2 separate regions of the Mus musculus genome follow, and region 1 is linked to region 2. A link is a contact called in public promoter capture Hi-C data. All regions are on one chromosome and are shown on one strand. The core of a region is the stretch at or near the end of the contact, and the rest is flanking DNA. Distances in the headings are between cores, read along the strand shown.

What was found. Promoter capture Hi-C pulls out the DNA fragments that hold promoters and counts their contacts.
Region 1: a contact with region 2 is called in a promoter capture Hi-C map of pre-B cells, with 2.4 times the contacts expected there. The contact joins the promoter of 2810410L24Rik here to the promoter of Snhg16 in region 2. A contact is called at or near these places in 2 of 39 promoter capture datasets (cranial neural crest and pre-B cells).

Annotation. Positions count from the first base shown.
Region 1 is chr11:120,184,801-120,191,655 of GRCm38.p6, forward strand. 2810410L24Rik (RIKEN cDNA 2810410L24 gene) reads right to left here and starts at 5,056. Exons shown (of 3, transcript NR_030682.1): 1 at 4,640-5,056; 2 at 3,689-3,876; 3 at 1,850-2,951. It also overlaps Gm9734.
Region 2 is chr11:116,670,378-116,677,267 of GRCm38.p6, forward strand. It overlaps Snhg16 (small nucleolar RNA host gene 16), which reads left to right and starts at 1,283. Exons shown (of 5, transcript NR_027821.1): 1 at 1,283-1,379; 2 at 1,787-1,978; 3 at 2,287-2,361; 4 at 3,561-3,694; 5 at 3,923-5,421. Snord1c (small nucleolar RNA, C/D box 1C) reads left to right here and starts at 2,128; the gene lies at 2,128-2,205. St6galnac2 (ST6 (alpha-N-acetyl-neuraminyl-2,3-beta-galactosyl-1,3)-N-acetylgalactosaminide alpha-2,6-sialyltransferase 2) reads right to left here. Exons shown (of 9, transcript NM_009180.3): 9 at 6,328-6,890. It overlaps Snord1b (small nucleolar RNA, C/D box 1B), which reads left to right and starts at 3,770; the gene lies at 3,770-3,846. It also overlaps Snord1a.

The DNA of each region.
Region 1 (6,855 bases), core at 3,806-6,305, 3.5 Mb after region 2:
GGCCCTAAGAAGGACAAAAACTGAGCCAGAGTCCCTGGAAGGCCCTCTTCCCCTCCCCCCAGGTCTCTTAATCTTTAACTGCTTCAGGGCTAACCCTGACTCCTGAAACAAACAGGCCCAGCTCTTCCCAGTTCTAGGCACCTCCCTTAGGCTGGAAAGATATATCTGAAAGCAGGGCTGGAGCCGGGACCACGTGGAGCAGGCATAGTTAGGATGCTCCCGCGAATGCTGGAGGCACACCTAACTTTAACCCATTTTCTCCATTGAGAGCTTTGCCCGAAGAGTGGCCAGAGGCCAGCAGGCAGAGTGGAGCAAAGTGGACTTAGGACCCTGACTGGGGTCCGAAGGCCAAGAAGCAGACAGATCCGGGTAGGGGTGGCTCCAGCTTCAGTAAGAGGATATTGTGGTCCCTGGAGTAAGCAGGGGAGGGGGCTTCCTCTAGAAATCTGCTGGGCTATTGTTGCACTTTCCGAAACCGTGGAAGGTTTCCAGGAGGCAGTGACAACCCCAAATAATAATAATAACGCTCCTCCCCCAGCAGCAGGAATTCTGGAAAAAACAGCTGCTGCCGTTATCGCCCCAGGAAAAAACAAGGTCAGGCGCTGCAAAGATTTAATTTAAGGTGTGCCCCCGCCGCCTGTGGGCCACGCACCAGCACGCACGCGTCCTTGGAGCGCGGGGGTCGAGGCCTGTGGGAACCCGGAGGCACCCAGGCTGCCTCTGCATCCAGAGAGTCCAGCAAACCAGACCTAGCTCTAGAGGTCTCAGCGGGGAGTCTGGGGCGGCCCGCAGTCGCCTGGGGCCATCAGCGGACCTCACTCGGGCTGCTGGCTGCCCCGAGCTTCTGGGGGGCTAAATCAGTCTCCAACAAAGCACTCTGAAATGAGGGGCGCTGTCAGGAGAACATAGCCCGACCTTAATGAGAAGTGACGGCAGAGTGGGCCGCAGGCGCTGGCAGGCCAGGTCGGCTGGAGCCCAAAGACCCTTGTCCTTGTCGGCTGCGGCTTGTAGGGCTGGGCTCCCGGCGCTCAGGGGCGGGATGGCTGGGCTTGGAGAGCTGCTCGCGCCGTCCGCCGCCCAGTCCCCACCGACCACACTTGCTGAATACAGCTCGGGTGCGGCACTTGGAGCCGTCCGGGGCCAGCCCTGGGCACCGCCGCCTACAGAGCCTTGGTGGTGGCCTTGGGAGGAGAGGACAGACGCTTCACTCCACGCAGACTGGAGAGAGACAGCGCGCGCGCTGCGGCTCAAAGCATGCTTCCTTGGCGCTCCACGCCAGCCTGGGGAGGCTTTGAAGTCACCAGCATGGGCAGAAGAGTACCCGGAGATTCCCTGGACTGTGTTGGGAGTGTTCATATTCTTGACTACCAGATGGGAGGGTCTGGCCTGGCCCTCCAGGCCGCCAATCCACCGCCCGGGCCCGGGTCGCCTAAACTTCCAGGCAGAAACCAACCAACACCCATGATTCCCCTATTTCCCAAACTGGGGAATAAGGAGCAGGGGTTAGGAGAAAGGGGGAGGGGGGAGGGGGCAGGGTCGAACCCGTTGGTTTTTTACTTTAAAATTATATATTTTATGTCACAATCACTTTTCGTTAAGACCACAAGCATCCAATTTGGCTTGGCGTAATAAAATCAGCCGGAGCTCCCTTAAACGGAGCCATTGCAGAGAATTAAGTTGTGAAATCTAATCTATTATATCCATAAAGGAGAATGCTTTCATTGTAAATTCAGGTTATAAAGAAACTATACCTGGGCCGCCAGCCTCCCTTTCGGATCTGCTACTTGAAGGCTTATCAAATTACTGCAAAATGTTGGGCTCCCCTCTCTATCTCACGGCAACCAAAATTAAATGTGGCAACATTTCTTTAATACCTAAGATCGGAAACAACTGGTTCAACAATGGGATATAATTTTTAAGACACCTCCATTCGCGTCGGAAAGCACTCTACTCCCCCAATTAATTCAAGTTTTTAAAAACTCTAAAAGCACCACGACTCCGCAAGTGCTCAACTGTTCCGGCGGAGGGCTCTCGGGTGCAATCCCGGGTGGATCGCACGTGGACCGCACACACCCGTGGCTCGGACCCACAACAGCAGCGTGCGTCACACCTGCGGGACCAGCGCCTGGGAGCCTGGCTTCTACACCCCAGTCCCAGGCGCCCCGCTGGTTCCAGAAATGGCTGGACCAGACAAAGGAGTCGCCAAGGAGGGGTTAAGCTGCCCCTCACCCTTCTCAGAATACATCCTTCCAGGCAGCTGGAGCAAGGGAAACGTGGCACCCTAACATTTCTTTGGTTTTACAAACGGGTTTTGGATATTTGCTGCCCTTCCTGGGAGGGGGTTGGGCCCAGGTCGGTATCTCTCCCTCTGACACCTTCTTCCACTTCTGAAAATTAATTAACTCCGGGATTGGGCTGGGACGTCCTGGGCTGGACATAAGTGGGGGGGGGGGTCACCAAGGACTCTCCGTCCTCGATCCCAAAGAGGGGTGTCTGGGGGACGTCGAGGAGATCGATAAGTTTCTAGATTCCCAGGGAACTGGAGGACGTGGCTTTTGTCAGGCCTGCGAAAAAGATTTATGAGGCGCCGGCGGAGTGTTGGGCTGGCTTCGCCCTGGCGGCCAGCGCACCCCGTCTAATCTTTGATTTCCATCTAATTATTTTTTTTTCCTGCCTTCAACTCGGTGTCCGGAGAGGCGAACAAAGGGATGAGGGTGGGGGGTGGGGAGGCAGGCACTGGCGGTCCGGGGATCCCCACATAAAGTTGGAGCCCCCTGAACGTCCAAAGGCTCGAGCTCCGGTGAGCGTTCCGGGAGGCCTAGGGAGGTTACCCGACAGGAGCTGAGGCCACCGGAGACCCGCAGCAGGGCCTGGGTGGGCGTTGCAGTCCTCCGGTGCTGTTCAGAGCCGGAGCCCAGCGGGGTTTCTAGGGAAAGATCCGCAGAAAGGCCCTAGAGTGGAGGGAGAAGGGGTGGAGGCAGCTCTCCCCTAAATGCAATTAATCGGGGAATTGGGAGACAGGACAGCCCTCAGTAGAGGCGAAAGATGGAGGCAGGGTTCTTTTATCCCCAACCCCGTTCAGAAAAAAGGTTTGTCCAAGCGGGTGAGAGAAGGGCGCAACTTGAATTTTTCATGTTAGCCAGAGAGAAAAAAAAAATCCAAAATGGAAAATGATTTTATTGGTCACTACCCATAAGTCAAGTAAAAACAAGGATAATTAGAGAGTAGGGAATTCAGGGGCCATAAATCCGCGGCGCCTTCTCCACCGGCGTCGGAAGCTTTATGGCTTGTTGAGTTTTATTTTGAGAGAAAGGAAACACAGAGTTTTGGTGGAAGCGGGACTACCCACCAAGCGCCGCCCGGGCAGACGCGCGTAGCGAATTCGCCCCGGACTTTGGAAGGTGGCCACAATTAAGGATCGCTTTGTCCCAGAAAGAGGGACCTTCCCCCCGGCCGGGACCCTTCTCTCCTCGGCGGGATCCGTGCTCAACCAGACTCTGGGTAGGGAAGTCACACTCTTCCTCACCCCAACTACGACGAAGATGGATACTTGGTGTGCGTGGGGCCGGAAGTTTTTAAACGAGATTCCACTCGCAGCTTCCAAACGTCCACCTGGTGCTGCACGCTTGGGGGCCTTTTCTTCTAATTTAAGGGGTGGGAAGGATGGGACAAAAGAAAAACAACCCACCTTACTTTGCAATCTTCCTCAAAGAGACTGGGAGTACTTTTCATTCCATAGGGGTTTCTACCCCACCAGCCAGAGCCCCGTTTCTTCTTCTGAAATGGTCTTCTCACAAAGCCACCCTTAGCCGACACCGTGTAAAATCCCACTATCGGGTAAGCCAGTGGGGACGCTTCTGGCTCAGCTGCAGCTAACTTGGGAGAAAAGAAAGTGAATTCTTCAAGAACTTTAAAATAAAAGCGGCCCTTTCCCGGCAACTCGCGTCTAGCTTCGCCTTTGTTTTAAACACACATATAAAACCCTTGTCCTTCCTCGGAACGGGGGGCGGGGAGAACTGAGGGTCCACATTCAGAAGCGCTTTCCCCTTAAAAAATATTCTCGGAGGAGCTCTTTTGTTTGAAGTGGGTATGGGGGAGGGGACGGGGCCCGCTCCAGTTCAGCTACCAGGCTCTTAACAAACCACCACCAACAAAAAACCACAACTCTGAGGGTATCTCCTAACCCCGCAAATCTGGGGTTCCCGGATCCAGGAGGGATTCGTTCCTAGACACCCGGCGCGCAGCAGAAGCCAAGACCAGGTTTCCCTAAAGTAAACATCCCGGTTCAGAAAACGAGAATTCTAGGTTTCCGGGTTGGGGGATAACTGTATGAACCACTTCGAAACAGAGCCATCTTGCTGTAGTACCCATGGAGTCCTGGATGAATTTCGTGGGCCTCTGAAGAAAGTGACGCGCATTTCCACAGGAACTGGCTCCAAGCCCGTCTTACGGGTGGTGGAGAGCCCAGTAGGGATTCCAGAATACAGCTCAGGAGGCTACCCCGAGTTCGGCTACCGTCCCAGGACCCCTCAGAAAGACACGTTTGGTGCGAAAATCTCCTACACACCAGCTGGGTTTTTATTCCTTCCCTCCCCAGAGTGTGCTCTGGGCGCGCGGGAAACAAGGAAAAAGCACGTACCTGGCGGCGCTCTGAGGGCAGCCTCACCGGCCCTCCGTAGGCAAGGGAGCTCCCAGAAGCTACTCCCTATCCGGCTGGTCGACCCTAGGCCTGTCCCTCCATCCCTCCCTCCCTACCCGGCTGGTCGACCTCCGCCGAGCTAATTCTCCAGGAGGCAGGAGCGGGATACCCGGCCCGCCTTTCTGGAAATGGGATCCGTTTTTTAGCGCCAGGGCCCGCGCCAACGTCCAGGCCACCGTCGGCGCGCAGGGTTTCCCTAGTCCTTTGGATCAGCAGAGAGTGGGGCGGCCTGGACGCTGGGCTGCGGCTCGCGCACCAGCTCCCTGTTCCCGCGCGCCCTTCTGCATCCAGGCTCCGGCGTGTCCACGTTCCCAATCGCGAAAAGGGGACGAACTCTGAGCCCTCCGGGAAGAGAAGGCTGCAGCCGCAGTCCAGGAAAGAGCCCTAGGGCGGGAGGGGTGCAGGGCGGAGGGGCGGGAGAGCTACCAGCGCCCCACGGCCGCGGCCCTCGTGGGGGTGGGGAGGGCGCCCAGCCCCACCCACGTGGAGGCCCCCGCCCCGCCTCCATGAGGGCAGCGTCCCCGCCTGCCCCAGCGCCTCCGCCTAGCCCCGCCCCATCGCCTCCCGCAGCGGCCGCTCCCTTTGTCTGGGCAGCCGGTGCAAACCAATGGCATCGCGTGGGCGGTGCTCAGGTTGGCCAATAGATGATCCAGGAGGTGTGGCCGAAGAGGAGGGTCTATTTCCCCGAGAAGATACGGTAAACTGGTAAGCTTTTCAGGATCTGGGCTCTGAGGCCGAGAGTGTCTGCAGCTTCGAGCTGGCTCCGCCGTGGAATTACAAATTTTGGATTCCTTTCCACTATCTGGAAAGATGCCCCCAAATCCGGAAGGAAGTGTAAGGGAATCATATCTGGACTCTAGGGAGAGGAAGCCCCAGGGGATTTGATTTTAGAATGGCCCCTTGCACCCGGGACACGCAGTGCCTTGAACTTTGAAATTCAGGGTGTGCAACATCCCCAGAAGTCAGGAAGGTTCTCTGAGATCGAGTGGTAATAATGTGATGTTCAGCTTTCAAGGCGTCTCTGAGTTCAGGGGCAGAGGTGCATAGGCCCTCTCAGGAAGGACTACAGGATTGGGGGCCACTGCCCCAGGACCACCTTAGTGGGCAGCGACTCATTTGCTTTCTGAGCGGAGAAATATCGAGTGCTGAAAAATATTCAGGCTAAAGTGGACCACGGCCAGAGAGCTGTTGCTGGCTTGCCCCAGACAGACAGGGAAAGATACATCTCAAGTGTGCCCCAAGCCACGCCAGGGCAGCAAGTGCAGGAGACAAACAAGAGCCAAGCCATACCTACAGGAGCAGGCAGGTGTCTCCTCTTGAGTTCACCGCCTTGTCCTGGTCTCAGACCTGGAGGTGTTTCCCAACCTTTTCTCCCTTTCTGCATCTTGGCTCCAAGTGAAATCCGCAAACCAAGAAGAAAAGGAAAACAACCACCTGATGTAGGGGCTGTAATCTGGTGCCGCCGATGGTAAAATGAGCCCCGGAGGTAAATGAGGTACATTACAACCCTGGATTTGCAGGGCTCCACCTGAGCGCTATCAATCCCAGCATCTCCCAGGAGGTTGTCACAGAAGCTAACATCTAATTCCCTGTTGCTGAAGGCAGTACTCAGCCACCTTTATGGCTCTGTTTTGAAATTCCTCTTTTCAGAAGTCCAGGGATCCTGAGAGGGCCTGTAGCTAACTGAAGGGCAAGTTGCAGCACTCAGGATCTAGGACTTGTCCGGCTATGGTTGCAAACCACAGACGTGGTGATCAAATCGACCTTGAAGTTCAGCTCCCAGGGATTAAGCACCCCAGGGTGGACACAAACTGATTTTTTTTTTTTAGACCAAGAGGGATTGAATCAAGATAGTGGTCAAGATAATTCCTAATAGCCTCTCTTCCCACCCTCAAGCCCTAGAAATGATAGAAAAGTTTTAAAATCCATTACAACTAGAGAACAAGAAGAGTGCCTGGGAGACAAGTCAGGGCACTGCTCCTGCAAGAGGGAGCATGGGAGGGAAACTGCTGGCCGGCAGGAGGGCTCCAAGGAGAGCCTCTCAGAGGAAACTGTGGAATTCTGGGATCTCTGTCAGGGTGATGGGTGGGAGTCTGTGGAGACAATCTCTTCCTGGGCTGTGCTCAGTGGACTGAAACTAAGCAGATGCCCTGGAG
Region 2 (6,890 bases), core at 33-2,532:
TACACGGATATGGTCATTAAGAGTGAGTAACAGATTTCCACATTAAAAAGATGATACAGGCTAAATGCTACAGAGTTCCATTTGAGGAGGACTGGAGGACCGGGCGAGGGTTGTGAATAAAAGGCTCTAGATCTTGTAAATTTAAACTAGCTTGTAAATAGGTATAAGTTCTGGCCCTGCCTTGCCATTTTGTCCTATTTAAAAATGAAGTCAAGATGCCCCATGCAAAATGATACTCTAAACGAACGAGGCAGGATCGAAAGACATGGAAAACACGCCCACGATAGAGGAAGAGGGTCCCTCATTCAGGAATCCTGTCAAGTCTCTTGCCAACAGAGAAACAAGAATTCTGGCATAATTACCAACTGCTGAAGGCCCTTTTGCCCTTCCCAGATATTAAACTACAATTTTTCAGCGACCCTCACCAATTACACCACCCCCACCCCCATGCAACCCCTAGCGACTTGTGCCTACAGTTCCATCCAACGCTTCTCTGGGGCCAGCACACTTATTTCACTTACCAAGATAGCAAGAAAGTGGGGAGGGGGTGTCTCCTAGCAACCTTTTAAGATGTAACTCACGAGCTACTAGAATTATACATGGCTAACACAATCAATTGCAACTCTCCTTGAGCCAGTTCCCACCCTGGGTATGCATTCTTCTTGAGCGCTTCTCTTTCTCCTAATCCTCACACTAAACCCCTCTATTAAAATGGTTTTTATCTCCAACTTATACCGGCTAGTCCTCAGCGCCGATTTCATTGTATCTTCCCTGTGAGAACAGTGCCACAGGCAGGCGAATACCTGGGGCTGCTGCTGCTGCTACTGACGGTCGCCCCTGCAGCTCTCGAGTGCCCCCTGCCGCCGGAACCCGCTCTCGCCCCCATCTTAAAAGCTTCTGCCCATTCCCTGGGACTCTCCCTGGACTTCACTAAGGAACTAAGCCAAGTGACATTTCTCCACCCCAGATAAAAATCTGCAGCACAATTAACGAGCCTCAGTTTCCTCAACGGTCCCTGAACCCTCGAACATTCTCCACCTCCCCAGACTTAGCGGGGGACCGCCGAAGTTCACAGTCCAAGCTCCTTACCCCGAACCCTCTGCTGCCCCTGGTGGCTGCCACCATCTTACCCCTTTCTCTTCACTCAATGTGAGGTGAGACGACCCATTCTTGGCAACGGTAGATTTAGAACTACATTTCCCATCAAACCATTCTCGACATCGCGAGAGTTCCGGCGAGACTTGCGGAGGGGAGGGAAAACGGGAAGACTGCGCGCAAGCGCGATCTCGTCCTTTCCGAGGTCCTCTGCCGCGTGTTTGGAAGTTATGGCCGCGCGGGTCTGTGGTGTTCTCCCTGAAAGGCCTAAGCTTTGGGTGATGGTAAGTTGTGGAAAAGGGAAGATGAGGTTTTTCCTACACATACCGTCGACACGCTTGCTCTCTCCGGAGGTGACGTGTCGACGATCAGCCCTTTCCTTTGCTATTGTGGGCCTTAGGAGGTCTGAGATGCTGTCTAAGGAAATGCTCCCCAGACTGCGAGACGTTTGATGCGGACGGGATGAAGCCCTTTTTGGTCTTCGATCTCCCTTCTCTTGGGGCGGGGAGCGGTCTTCTCTCTGTGACCCAAAGCCAGCCATGTGCTCAGCTCTGTCTTCCCTGGGGTCTCCATTGAGGGTGGTGGCCTTAAGTGAACACGAGTGACTCCTGCTAACTACAGATTGTCATGAACGGGATTGAAAACTGAAAGCCGTTAGCTCTAACGCGGCATAACTTCTCCTTCCCCGAAGGCATTGCCTTTTGGCACTCGGGAGACAAGATGCAGGTTCCGTCTCAGAAGTAATGGCTGGATCCCTGAAAGCCAACGGGCTCGGTGTGGTCCACCCGTCAGAAGGCATAGGTAGATGGTGGGCATCTGCCTCAGACATAGTTCTCAAGTTCAGCCAGAAGAATGCGCGTTGAGCCCTCTGCAGCCCGTGTCGGTAAGGGTTCCAAACAAGTCCAGAAGAGGGTCTGTGCCGGTGTAATTTGGGGCTATAGAGTGTCGTTCTGCAACTCAACGTGGTTGCCAGAACCGGATTTCCAAAAATGAGTTGGGTTGGCACTGGGGGGTTTGGGGGGCCTCTTGCTGGTTGAGCTGAGGATGATTTAAGTTATCCCTGTCTGAAATGACACTTTTGTGAAGAGTCATGGTTTACTGAGGCTCGACGTTTTGAGGTCTGTTTTGAGAATGACCACAGTAAGGTTGCTTCTGTTAGAATGAAGTGGGATCTCTTTATTACTCCTTCAGACGGAGGTGTTGTCTCCAGGAAGCATCATGGAAAGGCGTGGTGGTGCACAAGGGCCTTCAGGATGCCTGCGCCTGGTAAGAGCTTCATAGAGTCGCAGGGGTTGTGGTAGCTGGGAAGGGTTGGTTGTTAGGTTTGGGGTGGGGGTGGGGTTAGAGGTTGTTGGGGATTGATTGTCCAGAGGAGGGCGTGGTCCTCCTTACTCAGCACTCTCACAAGCTGCATTTAACATTGGTGAATACAAAATTGTTCCTCACTCAACTGCTAAGTAAACTGACGTTCAGTGAGTGGGTTCTGTTTCTTTTGTATATGCGTGTGCCACTGCATCTATGTGTCTGGTTGACTTGAGTGAGTTTGGTTTCCCCTTTAGCCACCAAGCTGTTTTTTGGCCTAGAAATTGGGTTAAGTAAAGATTTGGGCCTGCTACCTGGGAGTAGCACAGAGCCTTGTCTTCTGTAACACAGAATCACTGGCTTCCAAACCTGGATATCTCTCAGAACACGTAAAAAGTGTTAAAATACACACATTTCCACCCAGGTCAGTGGATGAGACGGGTATGGAGTGGAATTAAGAGTCCTCGAGGTTTGAGCAGGCATGGAGAAACGGTTTGATGACCATTCTCACAGCAAGACCAGAGCACTGGCTATGTTTAAGCACCTCCTGAGATAGGTTTTTTTAATCCTCAGTCTTAACAGACAGCCATATGCTTTTGTACATGTGGGTGGGGAAAGGAGACACTCCTTTGTATAGTGTCACCTCTTAGTGGCAGGTGTGGTAATGGCTGCCCTTCAGTAGGGTCGCTGTAGTGGGTGACCTGTACCATTTTAGGGATTTCACTGATAGTCTACAAAGACTTGCCAAAGACTCTGGCTCAGCTGTAAGGCAGATGCTGCTGGAAGTGACCTTTTTCCAGAGTCTTCCCTTGTAACCTGGATTGGCCTTGCATTTGTTGTGGAACAGGGGTTGGGTTCAAACTCATAATTCTGTCTTGGCTTCCTTCCTGTGAGTCACCTTGTCTTTAAGAGGACAGGAGTGATTAGAGAAATGGCTTAGTGGTTAAGAACATTTGCTGAATCTTTTTTAAAAACTTGTAAAAAGTTCTCGTGCACAAAGGCTGACCTGCTGTGGGAGCTGAGTCCATGATGATATAAAGCTATCTGTCTGGAGGCCTTTCTGTGTGGAGTGTGGATGCCTGAAACTCAGCCTTCCGGGCTTGCCTGGAAGACTCCATGTGAGTTTTTTAGAGTTAACCTTGTGTGTGTTTCCTTACTGATAGGTGACGGCTGCGCCTCAGGTTCTGGGCCTGACTCGGAAGGGTGCCTGTGAGCAGAAGAGCTGGCACGCGCAGCTCAGTGGACCATCAGTGCCAACCCGTCCTGTACCCTGGCTGAGGGGTGTGCTAAGTGGCAGGCAAGTTTCAGCAGGATTTTTTCGTTTCTTCGCTAGGTTTGTAGCTCTCTTGTGACAGACAAGCGATTGTCACTGGTTGAGCTGAGGATGATTTAAGTTATCCCTGTCTGAAATGACACTTTCTGAAGAGTCATGGTTTACTGAGGCTCGACTTTTAAGACCTATTTTGAGAATGTCCACAGTAAGATTGCTTCTGTTAGAGTGAGGTGTGTTGTCTTCGTTACTCAGATTCCCGGTTGGCTCATCGTAAGGCGTGGCACAAAATCACCATCGAAAGAAAGGGCCTTCGGGATGCCTCTATCTGGTAAGAGCTTCACAGAATTGCAGGGGTTGTGGTTGCTGGGAAGGGTTAGTCTGTTAGATCAGGTGCTGCAGAATCGAGTGTAACCCTTCCTCCCTTTAGTCTTACTGTGTAGCCCGTGCTGGCCTGCAACTTGCTATGTAGACCTGGTTGACCTCAAACTCAGTTTGTGGCCTTTCAGGTGCTGGGATTTTCATGTTCTCATTTTGTGTTCCCGAAAAGCCCATAAGCCTATGATGGATTGGTTATCCCTGTCTGAAGATTTCAGCTGAGGGAAAATACTCTATTCTGAGGCTTAGGGGTGTGGCTCCATGCTTGAAGAAATTTGAGCTTTATAAGGGATCAAGTTAAATAGACTCCATAGAGAGCTGTGTGCCAACCTCCCAAAACCTAAGGTCTAGTTGCCTGTTAATCCTCCTCCTTGGGTGCTCTGAGGGCAAAGTCCCTGAGTTAGCAGAAATGGGCGGGCTGCCAGCACCTGTCCTGTGCTCACTGGAGTGAGACATGCTGGTCACATAGTTCTAGAAAATGAATGTCTTCCTTTAGAGGAGGCAGGGATGTAAGGCGTGCCATGAGAATGCTTGACGACTCTGTCGTTGCCTCTAGCGGTGCTGACATTTAGAAAAGAAGTTGTGGCCCTGGCAGCCTCCTAAGTATCGTCTCCTTGATGGCACAGAAACAAGTGGCGGGCTTGGGGGGGGGGGGGCTTTGCTCAGCCCAGCCTTAGTAATGCAGTGTACACTGTGTCCTTTTTCTCTATGGAATCTGGGGGGTGGATATGGGCTTACACTAAAGTAGCTGTACTTGTGGAATTCTCTGCAGGGTGGCTCTGCTTGCCTTCACTTCTGAGTGGACTCAGGTTCAGGTCCTCAGGGATTTGGTTGAATATAAATACTCTGATGTTTCATGAGAAACCTTTTTTTGGCCACTTACCAGGAACTTCTTAAAACTTTCTTTTAAAAAAAAAGTTAGCAGCCTGCTTCTGAACTTGGCTGGTGCCTGCCTGTGTGTAGCGCACACAGTGCCTTGTGATGGCGGCTGGAATCCCAGGACTATCTGATAATGCTTGTTCCTAAAGTTTGTAGTTTTGATCACTTAGCTGCCTGTCTCCTTCAGGTTCTTTCCTTGTTTCTAGGTTATTGCCCTGTAGTGCCAGAGAGAACCACATAGCCTGCTGCTGCTCCTGCCTTTAATTTCCCAAAGAGTCATCAGACGACCTTGGAGTTTGTTCTGCAAGAGGAGCCAGTAAGGCCTCGTGACTGTGGTCACCCTCGGAAGCCTTTGACAGCTAGCTGGTGAGGGCGCTCAGTCGGAGGCCCTGGGGAGGCCCCTGCTAAGCCGAGAAAAGCATTTCTCACAGTGGATTTCCTGGAAGTCAGGGTTGGCCTTTGTATTTTGAAGCACAAATAAACTTTATAAAATTTAACTTGGTAGCATTGTGGGTATATGAGTGAGCCTTAGAAATACTTAAGGACCACTTGCACTGAACTGTAGAGAATCAGACCTTTTCTATTGACTTGCTAAAATTTACTTGTCACTTAAAGCATAGGTTAACATTGCATAACACCTCAACCATCCGGTGGTAATGTGCTGGAGGGCACAGGCTACTCTTGCAGAACACCTGGGTTCAATTGCCAGCACCTACATGGTGCTCAGAGCCATCGGTAACCCTAGCCTTAAGGGATCCTTTGGTGGACACATCCTGGGTACCAGGCATGTAATGCACAGGCCAACACAACAGGCAAAACCTCATGTATAAACAATAGCTCTTAAATGGAGCATTGGTAAAGGACACTCATGTGTCTGCACATTTGATGGGGAGTGTACTGAGGGTCTACGGGTAGTCTGCAGAACTGACAGGGCTATCTGATGGAGTCCGTCAAAAGGTAGGACAGCCATTCGACTCCTGCTGCAAGAGGCTGTGGTTTTTACGGCTAACCAACTCCCAGGCTGACTTGCTCTGTACCCCAGACTGGGTCTCAAGCCATTATCCGACTTAGCCCCTTCTGTTGTGGTCAAGATGGAAGCCACCATTGCCACTTGGGCTTGGTTTTAGTCTGTTAGATGCCCTAGGCTGGTCTGTTCGCCCTTCCTGAGTACTGGGAATAAGTGCGCTGACCACCACTCCCAGCTGTCACCAGCAGTTTTCCCAAGCCACAGAACCAATGGTCGGCCGGTCCTCAGCTTTGGTGAGTTGGCCAGTGTGGGTGGGCTGTTTTGAGGTTATCTGGTCCTTAGTCCCTAGAGATACCCAGTCCCCGTCCCAGCCCTTCAGCTTAGGGGCTGCATGATAATTTGGTTGGATGAGACTGGAAATGTGGAAAAGCTCATTGGACTGCATCAGGTGCTGTTTATTGAAGCTGTGAAGTGAGGGTCCATCACTCAGTTTCCTGTTGGTGACAAGGACTGATGTGCCTCTCCAGTGAGACTCGTCAGTGGTGGCGACTTACACAAAGTTTGTCTCTTTGGTGCTAGGTACTCCTAGCCTGAACCTCGGTGCAGGTGCCACCAAACTCTGTCCTGAGTGCCGCCACACCCCTTCCCTCCAGACACACCACCTTGGAGTTTGTGTCTTCTACTCTACCAACACAAAAAAGACAAAATGGTCATCCATCACACCCTATTATCTAGCTTCAAACTACATTCTGCCTCTGTTTCTCATCCTCTATCAGGAGGCAGAAGTGTCCTGTTCCTATAATGCCTAAGGTGTTCTAGGTTGAATGGCTTTGGCATTTGGGACTCAACATGCCATTGGTTTCAGCTCTGCTCGATCGAGGTTCCTGGATAGCCCTGAGTGGTTCCATCAATGTTTCTAGTTGCCCAGGGCCAGGTGCTGGCTTTGGACTACTTAGCTCTGAGATGTGCCTGCCCGCCTGTTTGCTGGTGAGCATCATT